2 separate regions of the Gossypium hirsutum genome follow, and region 2 is linked to region 1. Evidence: chromatin contacts called from public Hi-C data. All regions are on one chromosome and are shown on one strand. Each heading gives the region's core, a stretch centred on a gene start, on an enhancer-like site or on the middle of the called end of the contact. The rest is flanking DNA. Distances are from core to core; before and after follow the strand shown.

Region 1 (5,305 bases), core at 1,508-4,007:
GCCCCAACTACTATGAGACAAATGGTCACGAATACTTAAAACATGAGAAATGAACCTGGCCATTGTTTTAAAAAAGAAAAACCCTCCAAAAATGGGATATGGACTAAACAAAATGAAGGTTCATATCAGAATTCAAATGTACTTTAAAGGACGCAAAAATGGTCATAATCTGTGTTTATAAGAGTTTACTTCCTAAACGATTATAGTTAGATGAAGCATTACAGGAGTGATAAGGGATGTGTTACCCAATGTTCAAAGAGGGATGTGGGTGTGGCAGCACGAAGGATGATGTGTTGAGGCCATTGTCTTGTTGCCCCCACTGAGATTGCCGTGCACCTGTCTTCTCCCTCTCTTTGATCTACATGCAAAAACAGGCTATAAAGTAATAAGTATTTACCAGCTGTAGGAAGGAACTCTATACATATTCATTGATGATGAACATGGAAATAAGGGTAAATCACACCTGATTTGCTAGCATTGCGTTTTGCTCCTTTATTGCCTTTTCCTGCCATAGACCACTATTAGAGATGACGCATGAAAAAGGGTTTTCATTTTTCTCAATGATTATGAACGAGTCATTATGTTTTCAAAAGCCTTTACCTTTCTTTGAAGCTCGGATATTGACTCATTCAAGAGTTGGTTCTGCAATAGAGATACAATCGCATCACTATAACACAACAAGAAACAGTTGTGGCTATATGCTATAATTGGAAAAAAAATGACAATAAAAAACTAAAGCATACTTTTCTGGCTCGAATGTGTTTAAGAGCGGTATCAAGCTGCTGCTCCAAATTCTGCAGCTCCTTGAGACTCAATGGGTCTAAATCTTCTCCCATGTAGTGCCTGGAGAGACGTAAGAAACTGATCAAACTAATGACTTAACATAATACCCTAAAAGGAACTTGTAGGTGTAAAGGAAGGATAGCATCTCTCTTTCATTATGTAGATATTTAGCAAATGCAATTAATTTGAAATATTTACCTGTGATTTTTCTGCAAGAGCTCAACCTTAGCCTTAAGTCTATTATACTCAACGGACCATTCGCCCTGCCAAGTTTGCAATTTTGCCAATTGTTTAATTCACCTCATTCCTTTTGAAAACTTAAAAGCTACGAAAGCACGTACACCCCAAGCCTCTTTTGTTGTCTAAATTCAATTGCTAACAGTGAAAAAAGGTCTACCTGTGATTCAGGCTCAGTAGCAACAAGATGCCTCTCAGCGTAATAATGCCTTTCATAGCGTTCAAGGATCTTCTCCATGCTGTTATAGGATAGACAAGTCAGGATCATGTACAATATTTTCATTTCCCTAGTAATCTTTCTGTACCTCTATTATACTAGTTAAAGGCCTAAACCTAAACCGACGTCTTTTTGATGCCATAATTAAATAAAGAATATATTAAATAAAGTAGACAAATTCTCACCTCTGTTTGTTTATTATTCCTAGTTTTCATGGTTTTACAAAAAAATTTCACCAAGAACTAAGTCTTAAGAACTTATGAGCCATATACCTTGAAATCTGTTCTACTTATCAGTAAATATTTTGGTGATTGCAAAATATATTCAAGATTCATAAATAGTTTTTCTTTTCCATCTTTTTTTTGTATTTTTTGGTTAAAGCACTTAAAATATATATACCATCGAAATGTATAATTCTGGATATCAAAGTTTGTAGTCAGTAGTTGCGGTTCTCCTCCGTAAAGAATCTTCAATATTTTAAAGTATAAAATCTAAAGATTCCTCTCTTTCTCCCCTCAAACGCTCCTTTTCAAGCTAAAATAGTTCTTAGATAGTGTTCAAAAAAGCCAGAGGATTTTTAGGTTTTTAGAGCTGCTGAGGTAGAAGAGATAGAGAAAAGTATAGCTTCTAGGGAATATATATATACATATACAATTGACTTTTATTTTATCAGAACAAATATTCTATAAAAAAGTTTCACCAAAAATTATGGACATAAAGCATAAGTTTCCCAGGATTTTACTTTTTCGATAGCCAAGTACTTTTCATTTCAAAGTTTTTATTATGGATTCATATTTAATAAATGAACTATGAATAATTCTAACCATCTGTTTTACTAACTATATATATTATTTATTGGTGTAATAATTTAGTACATAAAAGGACATGTTTTGGATTTGTACCTAATTGAGAAAGTTAGACCTTCAGATTAGAAGCTAAGAAGGAAAAAAAAAAGAGAGCAAATTTCTCTTCTTTTGTTTTTCCCATGTGTGAATTAACTTACATAGCCAATACTCCCCAAAACAGTTTTCTATTCGTTTGTTATTTCGTCCCTGAAATAGTGGAACAGTTATAATACTGATGTAATAATTGTGACGTTTAAAGGCGTCCTTTTGGCGAATCTGTTATGTCTTAATTCACATGTTACAAGTCAATAACTTAATTGTTTTGGAGTCAAAATATCCTGGAAAGTAGTAAAATAAAAGAAGGCTCTCCTTTTTTCTCTTACAAAGGAAACCTGTAAGAAAACATGTATCTTCAAAAGTTTATGGAGAATTACAAGTAGTAATGAGATGTTGCACCAAATTGAAGGTTAAAGAAAGAGAAAAAGAAATACCAGGAATCAGTGGAGTATTCATAGAGCTTCCATTTATGAGAGAAGACAATCAAAGCGACTTCAGCATCGCATAAGACAGAGAGTTCATGAGCTTTCTTGAACAACCCACTTCTCCTTTTGGAGAAAGTAACTTGCCTGTTAATCTTGTTCTCTATCCTCTTCAATTCAACCCTACCTCTCCCCATCTCTTTGAAAGCAAAGCACCCAAAATTCACAGCTTGGGGTTTCCTCTCTTGGTAAATGCGACTGAGAAAGATGAGATGTATATAGGAATGGAAATACGGAGAAATAGAAGTGGTTTTAGGGAAAGTGAGGTAAGTGGTATTTTAAGAATTAGCTGTCGAGTAGTCATTGGCTACTCTAACTGTTCTCTCGCTATAAAGGGTTATAGTTATAGATGCTAAAACCGTGTACAGAACCCTGTACAGGGACCCCCACCCCCTCACCCTCGAAACATCATCCACCTCCCTGCTGATGCCAGACTTCTTTTATCCCCCTTAAAAAATGCCACTAATTTTAAAGCGATTTGAATTCGCATGAAATAGCATTAATTATTTCGTTAAAAGATATTATGACTAAAGAATAATTTACTCTACTTCAAAATAAACGAATTTATTTATCCTTTCAAGAAAGCAAATATGAACCGTTATATCTTGCCCGGTTATTAATGTTATAAGAAAAGCAAATTTTTTTTTACCACGTATGTATTACATAGTTAATTATAAAATAAGGTTTAAAGATAAATTTGATCACTAATATTTATATGTTTTGTCAAAATAGATTTAATTGTATTTTTGAATCTTTTTTGACCATCAACTTTTTTTTTTAGAATTTAGCCTTTTTTAACTGTTTTAACGGTTAATAGGGATGATGTGAAATTTCATATGTAGAATATTTTTAATAAGATGTAATTTATTACTTAGATAACCTAATACAATAATTACATGTAGAAAATAATAAAATAAATAATACATTAAATTTAAAAATAACTATTAATTTAAAAAAAATAAACGTAATTATCCAAAAAAATTTAACTCAGTAGAAAAACTTCTCAATAAATAAACGTATGAAAGATTGAAACCTTTTGAAAGAAAAAAAAATATTGAAACATTGAATTTATTCATTAAATCTGTTAGAAAAAACATATTGAAAAAAAATAAAGGTTAATGGCAAAAAAAAGCTCAAAAATACAATTAGGACTATTTTGAAAAAACATGCAAACCTTAGTGGCCAAATTTATCATTAAGCCAAAAAATAAAGAATAACTAAAACAAATTTAAATTTGAAATTAGAAAGATGAGTAATAATTCTTTTTAAAAAATCAGAGATTTTCAAAACAAGAGAAAATTTGTCCTTCTCTTAGCTAAAAATAAATCATAGGAATGGCTAAATATTACTAATTGGGTTTAAACTTTGGAAATGACATTATTGGAAGGCATAGTCATAAATATGGAATATGAACCGTTAAATGGAGATAAGAGATATAAAAAGAAAATGACATTAATTATTTTAATTATTTTTGTTAATAAAAGATAACATAGCAAATTATATATATTTATATAATATATATAAGCATAAGCTTGGAGAAAATTTTGAATCACCAAGAATATCCTTTATTATTCATTATATTACTAAAGTAACAATATATAAAAACAAAGTTGTTGTTGTTTTTTTTTTAAATAGAGATTTTATTCAACTTTAATTATTAGTAATAAATATTATTTTAAATTAATTATTATTTAAATAGTGTTACAATTATATACTAATTAAAATTAAAAATCTAATTAACCTATGCTCAATACAAACTGGTTATGAAGGTCATTGCAAATCAGTTCAATGTTGTCTTTCTAAAGATTATTGCTCTTGAGTAGGCCGACTTTGTAGCAGGCAGGAATATTATTGATAACATTATTATTGCGTAGGAGGTTATCCACTCAATAAGGAGTAAGCAAAAGAATAGGAGATGGATGGCTATCAAAATTGATCTAGAGCAAGCATATGATCGTGTGCATTGGGAGTTCATTGACGCCTCTCTCCAGGCTGCAGGTATTCCTAATCTTCTCCGTAATGTCATTATGTCAGCTAATTCGAGTTCTACAATGTAGATCCTATGAAATGGGGTTCCAACTTAGAAATTCTGACCAGCAAAGAGTGTTTTCCAAGGATGTCCACTGTCCTTGTAATAGCCCGATTTCTGGCCTAATCAGAACAGTGGTTTCAGAACCAAAAATTTGAGGTTAGAGAAATTATTTTAATATTATTTTATGTGTTATAGCATGATTATATGAGTGTTTGAAATTTTTGGTGAATTAATTTCAGTGATTGCATGCTTAATTTTGAAAAAGGACTAAATCGCATAAAGTGCAAAATTTTTTTTCTATTAGCTAAAGGTGTCAAATAGATATGGAACATTAAATTAGAAGTCTTTATTGAGTAAATAGACCACAGATTTGTTATTGGCTAAACATGGAGACAAAGAAACTGTAAGGTCAAAGTTAGGTGAAATTTGGTGACTAATTTGACTAGAAATATAATAAAATAAGGAGAAGCTTTCATATTTTTCATTCTCTCTTTCTTCTCGACCAATTTTCTCCAATAAAGAAGGCCATGGGAGCTTGAAATTTTTAGAAACTTTAGACTCTTGCAAGTAAGTGATTTTGATGGTCCTTCTTGATGATTTTTGTACTTTTAGGGCCCTTGTAGCTTAAGTTAACTAATGGGAGGACTATTTT
Region 2 (5,305 bases), core at 1,671-4,170, 180 kb after region 1:
ACAAAGATCTACCGTAGAATCTAAGCTAAATGGGCTTTGATTTACATGTGGAATGATGAAGATAAAATATTATTATACTCATTAGGAATAAGACCTGACCAAGCTGAAATTCACAAAAGATCTTGACTTGAAGAGACCACCAAATAGGAACCTAGTTGGAGATTCCTGAGAAACTGATTTTACGTCTTCAGGGCTGCCTTTAACTTTTAGTATGGTCTGCCCAATCACTTGCCGGATGAATTCTATGGTCTTGGCATCGACAGGATACCCCGATGCATCCCGAACATAGAATGTGTTAACAGCTTTGCCATCTTTGGTTGTCACTTCTGCTCGGCTGACAGTGAGGCTATTCTCCCTGAATATGCGAGTGACATCAGATAGCAATCCAACTCTGTCTGTTGTGCAAAGTTCTAGCTTCAACCCCTGGAAGAAGAATTAATAACATTATTAATGAAAGGAGCCCTTCAAAGCAGCAATAGAAGAGCAACAAAATATTATCAGCAATCCAGGCAAGTAATAGCATAATATGATGTTATGAAATGCATAGTTTAGGTAAAATAATGTGATTGTCTGAAACAAAGCCAAGAACATACTCCCAGCTTGTGTGTGTACATATATAATATGAAGAATGCACCCACCTCAGATACCCTTCTCTTAATTGCCGCTTCAAGACACTGAGTTACTCTTTGTCTCTCTGCATCTGATTTAACAGGAGATCCATCTATATGACGAATGTAATATTCCTACAAACACAAGATGTAACGCACAAGTAATTAGAACCGCATGAAATCATACAAAATCGCAGACTCATGAGAAGTGACCATGTAAAGAAAGAAGAAAGCGCACTACCTGATAAGACTCTGGCCCCTCGGTATCAATTTTTGCATGAAACACTACATACCCCATGTCGGTCAAGGTGCAAACGGTATCAAAGAGAAGTTTTGGTCTATCTTTACACCTAATGGTAACCACTGAATAGTCCTTGTCATACCAATTCACAACATCCACATTCGGCCTTTGCCTGTCCTCCAAAACATCATCACCGGTCTGTTCATAATCCCTGTCCGCAAACATCATTTGGTGAAGCCTTCTATCAGTATGTGTGACCGAATGAGAAACTATGGTTTTGGCTAAACTAGATTTGTTGCTTCCCTTAAGTACATTGCAAAGGAGTGCCTTTATCATAGATAGCCTTTCTAGGTCGGTAATTGATGTTCCTGTTTCCTCATCGGTCACTTGCATCACAGCTGCAGCACGGGTGTTATGTGTCCATACTTCGGCATTCACTACATTGCATTTAAGATGCTTAAGGACCGCGCTTAATTCAGATAGCAACCCTGGTCTGTCGCTCCCTGTTAACTCAATTTCAGTGTGGTCCATTGTTTGCTTCACCCCAACAGATCTCATTGCAGATGTGAAGCAAGATTCTGGCCCCAGAGACTGAAGACAAAACGCACAAACAATCAGGTAGGCATGTAAAAAAAAAAAAAAGAGCAGGAAAATCAATTACAAATTTGAAGTGCTTACCTTTGTAATATAATCTAGAATACCTTCATCTGTGATTTTGTTTCCATCTTGATTAGTAACATTAAAAACTGGTATTGCAAAAACCAAAAGCAAAAAATGAGAATCAATTTACTAGACAAGTCCAAAAGTAAGAAGACGAGATATGTTACCATCCATGAACCAATTGCCATCAGCAGATATGTAGGCTTTATTAATGATAAGGTTAAGATCAGTCAGGATTTGTACAACTTCAAGAAGGATCCCATGTTCGTTTGCACAGTCAACCTGCATTATGATATGGGATAAGTATCAAAAGGTACCATTTAAAAAAGAAAGAAGAGAAACACAAAATCAGACGGCCATACCCTTATCACAGTTGCATTCTTGCAAGCTTCATTATCAATCACAACCCTGACAAGAAAAATAAGTCAATATCACTTGATGTTTCTCAAAACTCTTGATCGAAGTACAGATAACGAAGATAATTTTTAGCTTACCTGGGCGGATTCATTCTTCTAATGAATTTTTCATATTCATCACCCATGTCATGTGAAAAGCTCATGTTCATCTCTAGAAACGAGAAAACAAAAATCAGCCAATGAAAGAAACCAAGGGTAGTACTTGGAAATAAGAGCACCAATGAGAAATCAGAAAGAAAAAGGGGTAAAAAAAATGCAAAACCTTAAAAAGACTTACTTTGGGCAAGTCAAAAATAAAGGAATTGTTGAAAATGAAGAAAAAGAGGAGGGGTGAGAGAGAAAGAAGGTACAAGTATTCCCATTCTCCACCACAACAAAAAACATTGAGAAACTTGAAAAAGAAGTAGAAGAAAATCAAGCACAAAGACCATAGCATAAGATTCTAGCTCTAAAAACACTGAAAATTCTCAATGTCAACAAAACCCACAGTGTGGAAGAGAGAATAAAAAGGAATAAGACAGAGGAGATAGATCAAAAGGGGCTTACCCAATATAGTTTCTTTTGAGAAATTTGAGATCTTGGATTAACCAATGTTCCTCTCTTGCTTTTTTAATTCTCTCTTCAACAAGAAAAAAGGGTATTGTTTACTCTGTCTTTGCAATTATATGAATGATCTGAGAATCACAAATGTAGAATGCACAACTTTATTTACATACTTTAAAAAAAATAAAAGGAATCTTTAGAGCCCCCTCCTCTGAATACCCCACTCTCATTAAGGTAACAAAACATTAAAAAAAATTACAAAAATAATAATAATTCATGAATCATGAGAATCAGATACACCACGACACGATACTCGAAAACCTGCGAGCTCTAAAAGCAAGACTCGCCCTTTTTTTTTTCTTTTTTTTTCTTTTCTAAAAAGTTGCTGCCTTTGATAGAGAAGGGCGTAATATAGCAAGGCTGCATATTATAAAAGAACCAGGGATGGGATAGGATAGGATAGGAGGGAGTGCTAAGATGCGCTTGTTTTATTTATTTATTTAGAGAGTAATTAAATAATTAAGTCACGTGTTTAAATTAGGAGGTTAAGATTTAAGAGGCGGTTGATCTCCCAAGGTGTGTGGATAAAACTGCGGTTGTTTTGAATTAGCTGTCAGTATCTTTCCTTGGTTTTTTAAGGTTTTAGCTCTAAAGTAGATTTGTATTCTTTTATATGCTTTCTAGTATCTTCATCTTATTTCTTTTATATGCCACTCAAATACTTACACATAGAACATAAATACTTAGAGCTCACCGTCCATCCGTTAATGGATTTTCACCTTTGATCATGTTACTCACCGTTTTAGAGTTGAATTGATAAAATAAAATAAAAATCTAAATGACAAACTAATTCTACAAATTAGTATTTGCAAGATTTATGTAATTGGAAGAGCCCCAATTTGAAGTCTCTGAGGCCTGTCGCTTTGTTTCCAGGCCTTTTTTCCAAATAGACTGCTAATATGGTTTAAAGTCATGCTCTACCCGATGTTAAGTAGAGCTGAGCTGAGTGTACAAAAAGCCCAACTAAAGAAGCCTAGTTTTGCATTTATAAAGCAAACATGTTCTCACACAGAAAACAATGGATGTATCAGATTCCTAAATTGGTTATTCTGTCAACACATCTTTCAAAAGTTTTCTATTTCTCAGCTCCATTGTCAACTTCCCATCAACTAAAATAAGCAGATAGCCAATGGCCATATGAAAGATCTCAAAGAGACGATAGATGATTTTTAATCCCATGAAGAATTTGAAGAGTCTAGCATGCAAGTTAGTTACATCAACTTTAACAAAGTGCGGTCCAAAAATGCCTCAAAGATCTTCAATATCGGCGCAAACATTTCCTCACCTACTCCCAAACCTTTGAATCTTGAGCAGGAAACATCTCCTCCAGTCAACAACTGCAGGAATGAAAGTAAATGAAGCTAATGGTATACTGTATATATGGTGATTAAAACAATACAAGGCAGAAGAGGCTACGAGAAGCACAAGTTACTTTCATAATTCCACATCAGATACTCCCACTAAGAAAGAACTTGGATCGCTGGACCCTAGAAGTGGAATGTACTCTGATCCTCTCACACGAACACTAAAGCATGCTGCAAGCAACAAAGAACCCATATAAGAGATCCAGCAAAAGAACTTTCGTGTGGGTACAAGTTTTGCGTGAATTACTGTCAAGTCTCTTAAAACTCTTAGGTATTCATAGCACATACAAAAACAAGAAACTCGTGGAACTCTTGGCATCGCATATTCATTAGCTTAATGAAGAAATCTTTCATAATATGCTATGAGAAGATTTTGTATTTAAGGGCAAGAAAACCAGCTTCAATATTACCATTCTCTATTTTCACAACACTTTGGAGCATTGTATCCATCTTTGTCTTCATGTCAGAACCGTCATCCATAAGTGGGACAAGAAGAGTCAATTCTCTGTAAATATCACGTACAAACTGGCATATTCTCTCAGAATATTCTACTTCACCATCAGATATTCGACCAATTGCTAACCGCATCAGTTCTCCAGTCAAATCTGCTAGCTGTAAAAGAAGAGTAAACATTCTTCCATCACAATGCACATTGTGTGAGCGTATGTGTTGGTTCAGTGTGTCAGAGATCTGTATGTATGTATGCATGTATGCTGGGAATAATAAGTAGGCAATATTTGAACAAAGGATATAAGGATATACAAAAAAATTAGCATCAAATGTTTTCATCAGCCTCTGCCTTCAAAAGTAAATAGCATAATATTCAGGCATCTACCCCTAAGAGATAGTCAAGGAGGTTAATTTGCAAAGGCTCGAGAGATGGATCACTCAGTGGCAGTAAACTAGCATTTATCTCATCAAGATTCAAAAGAGTTCCGGTTTGGCAGAATTTGAAGAATGTTGCAGCTTCAACGTACTCTTGTACCTGCCAAGAAACAAGCATGGTAAGTCAACTCGGTAGTTTCTCTTTGGCACAAAACTATAAGAAGAAAAAGATGAAACCCCCGGAGAGTATGCTCGCCGTAGCTTCCAAAAATCAGTCCCCTGCAACTCTTTCACCAGTCGGGAAATATGCTGATCTCTCACTGCAGCTAAATCCTTTTCGGCCTTTTCCAAAACTTCCTCTCTGTTGGCTTTACTGATTCTGTCATCAAGATTAAACCAAAAGCAAAGTAACATATCATATGAACTGAATTAAAATAATTCATTTAACCGTACAGGTAAAGAAAACAGAATAGTAACTGACTGCAAGTTGAAAAACGTATTTGAATGAACTATTTGCAATCAAGAACAACACAAATAGGCAGCAGCAATAGTAAGTAAAATTATCATCATTGAAATCTTGAAAATCGG

Evidence for each region. Hi-C and Micro-C count contacts between places; a contact is called where the count stands out from the background.
Region 2: a contact with region 1 is called in a Hi-C map of leaf, with 2.3 times the contacts expected there. The contact joins the promoter of LOC107887380 here to the promoter of LOC107887379 in region 1. A contact is called at or near these places in 3 of 34 Hi-C or Micro-C datasets (anther and leaf).

Annotation. Positions count from the first base shown.
Region 1 is chrA03:70,049,793-70,055,097 of Gossypium_hirsutum_v2.1, forward strand. LOC107887379 (truncated transcription factor CAULIFLOWER A-like) reads right to left here and starts at 2,758. Exons shown (of 7, transcript NM_001326740.1): 1 at 2,574-2,758; 2 at 1,181-1,259; 3 at 982-1,046; 4 at 744-843; 5 at 601-642; 6 at 464-505; 7 at 242-358. The coding sequence starts at 2,758. The coding sequence ends at 242.
Region 2 is chrA03:70,231,114-70,236,418 of Gossypium_hirsutum_v2.1, forward strand. LOC107887380 (ACT domain-containing protein ACR4) reads right to left here and starts at 2,921. Exons shown (of 8, transcript XM_016811591.2): 1 at 2,472-2,921; 2 at 2,004-2,076; 3 at 1,872-1,917; 4 at 1,677-1,791; 5 at 1,528-1,595; 6 at 850-1,440; 7 at 639-743; 8 at 1-423. The coding sequence starts at 2,074. The coding sequence ends at 82. LOC107887381 (translin-associated protein X) reads right to left here. Exons shown (of 8, transcript XM_016811594.2): 4 at 4,955-5,096; 5 at 4,728-4,877; 6 at 4,303-4,504; 7 at 3,961-4,063; 8 at 3,493-3,865. The coding sequence ends at 3,963.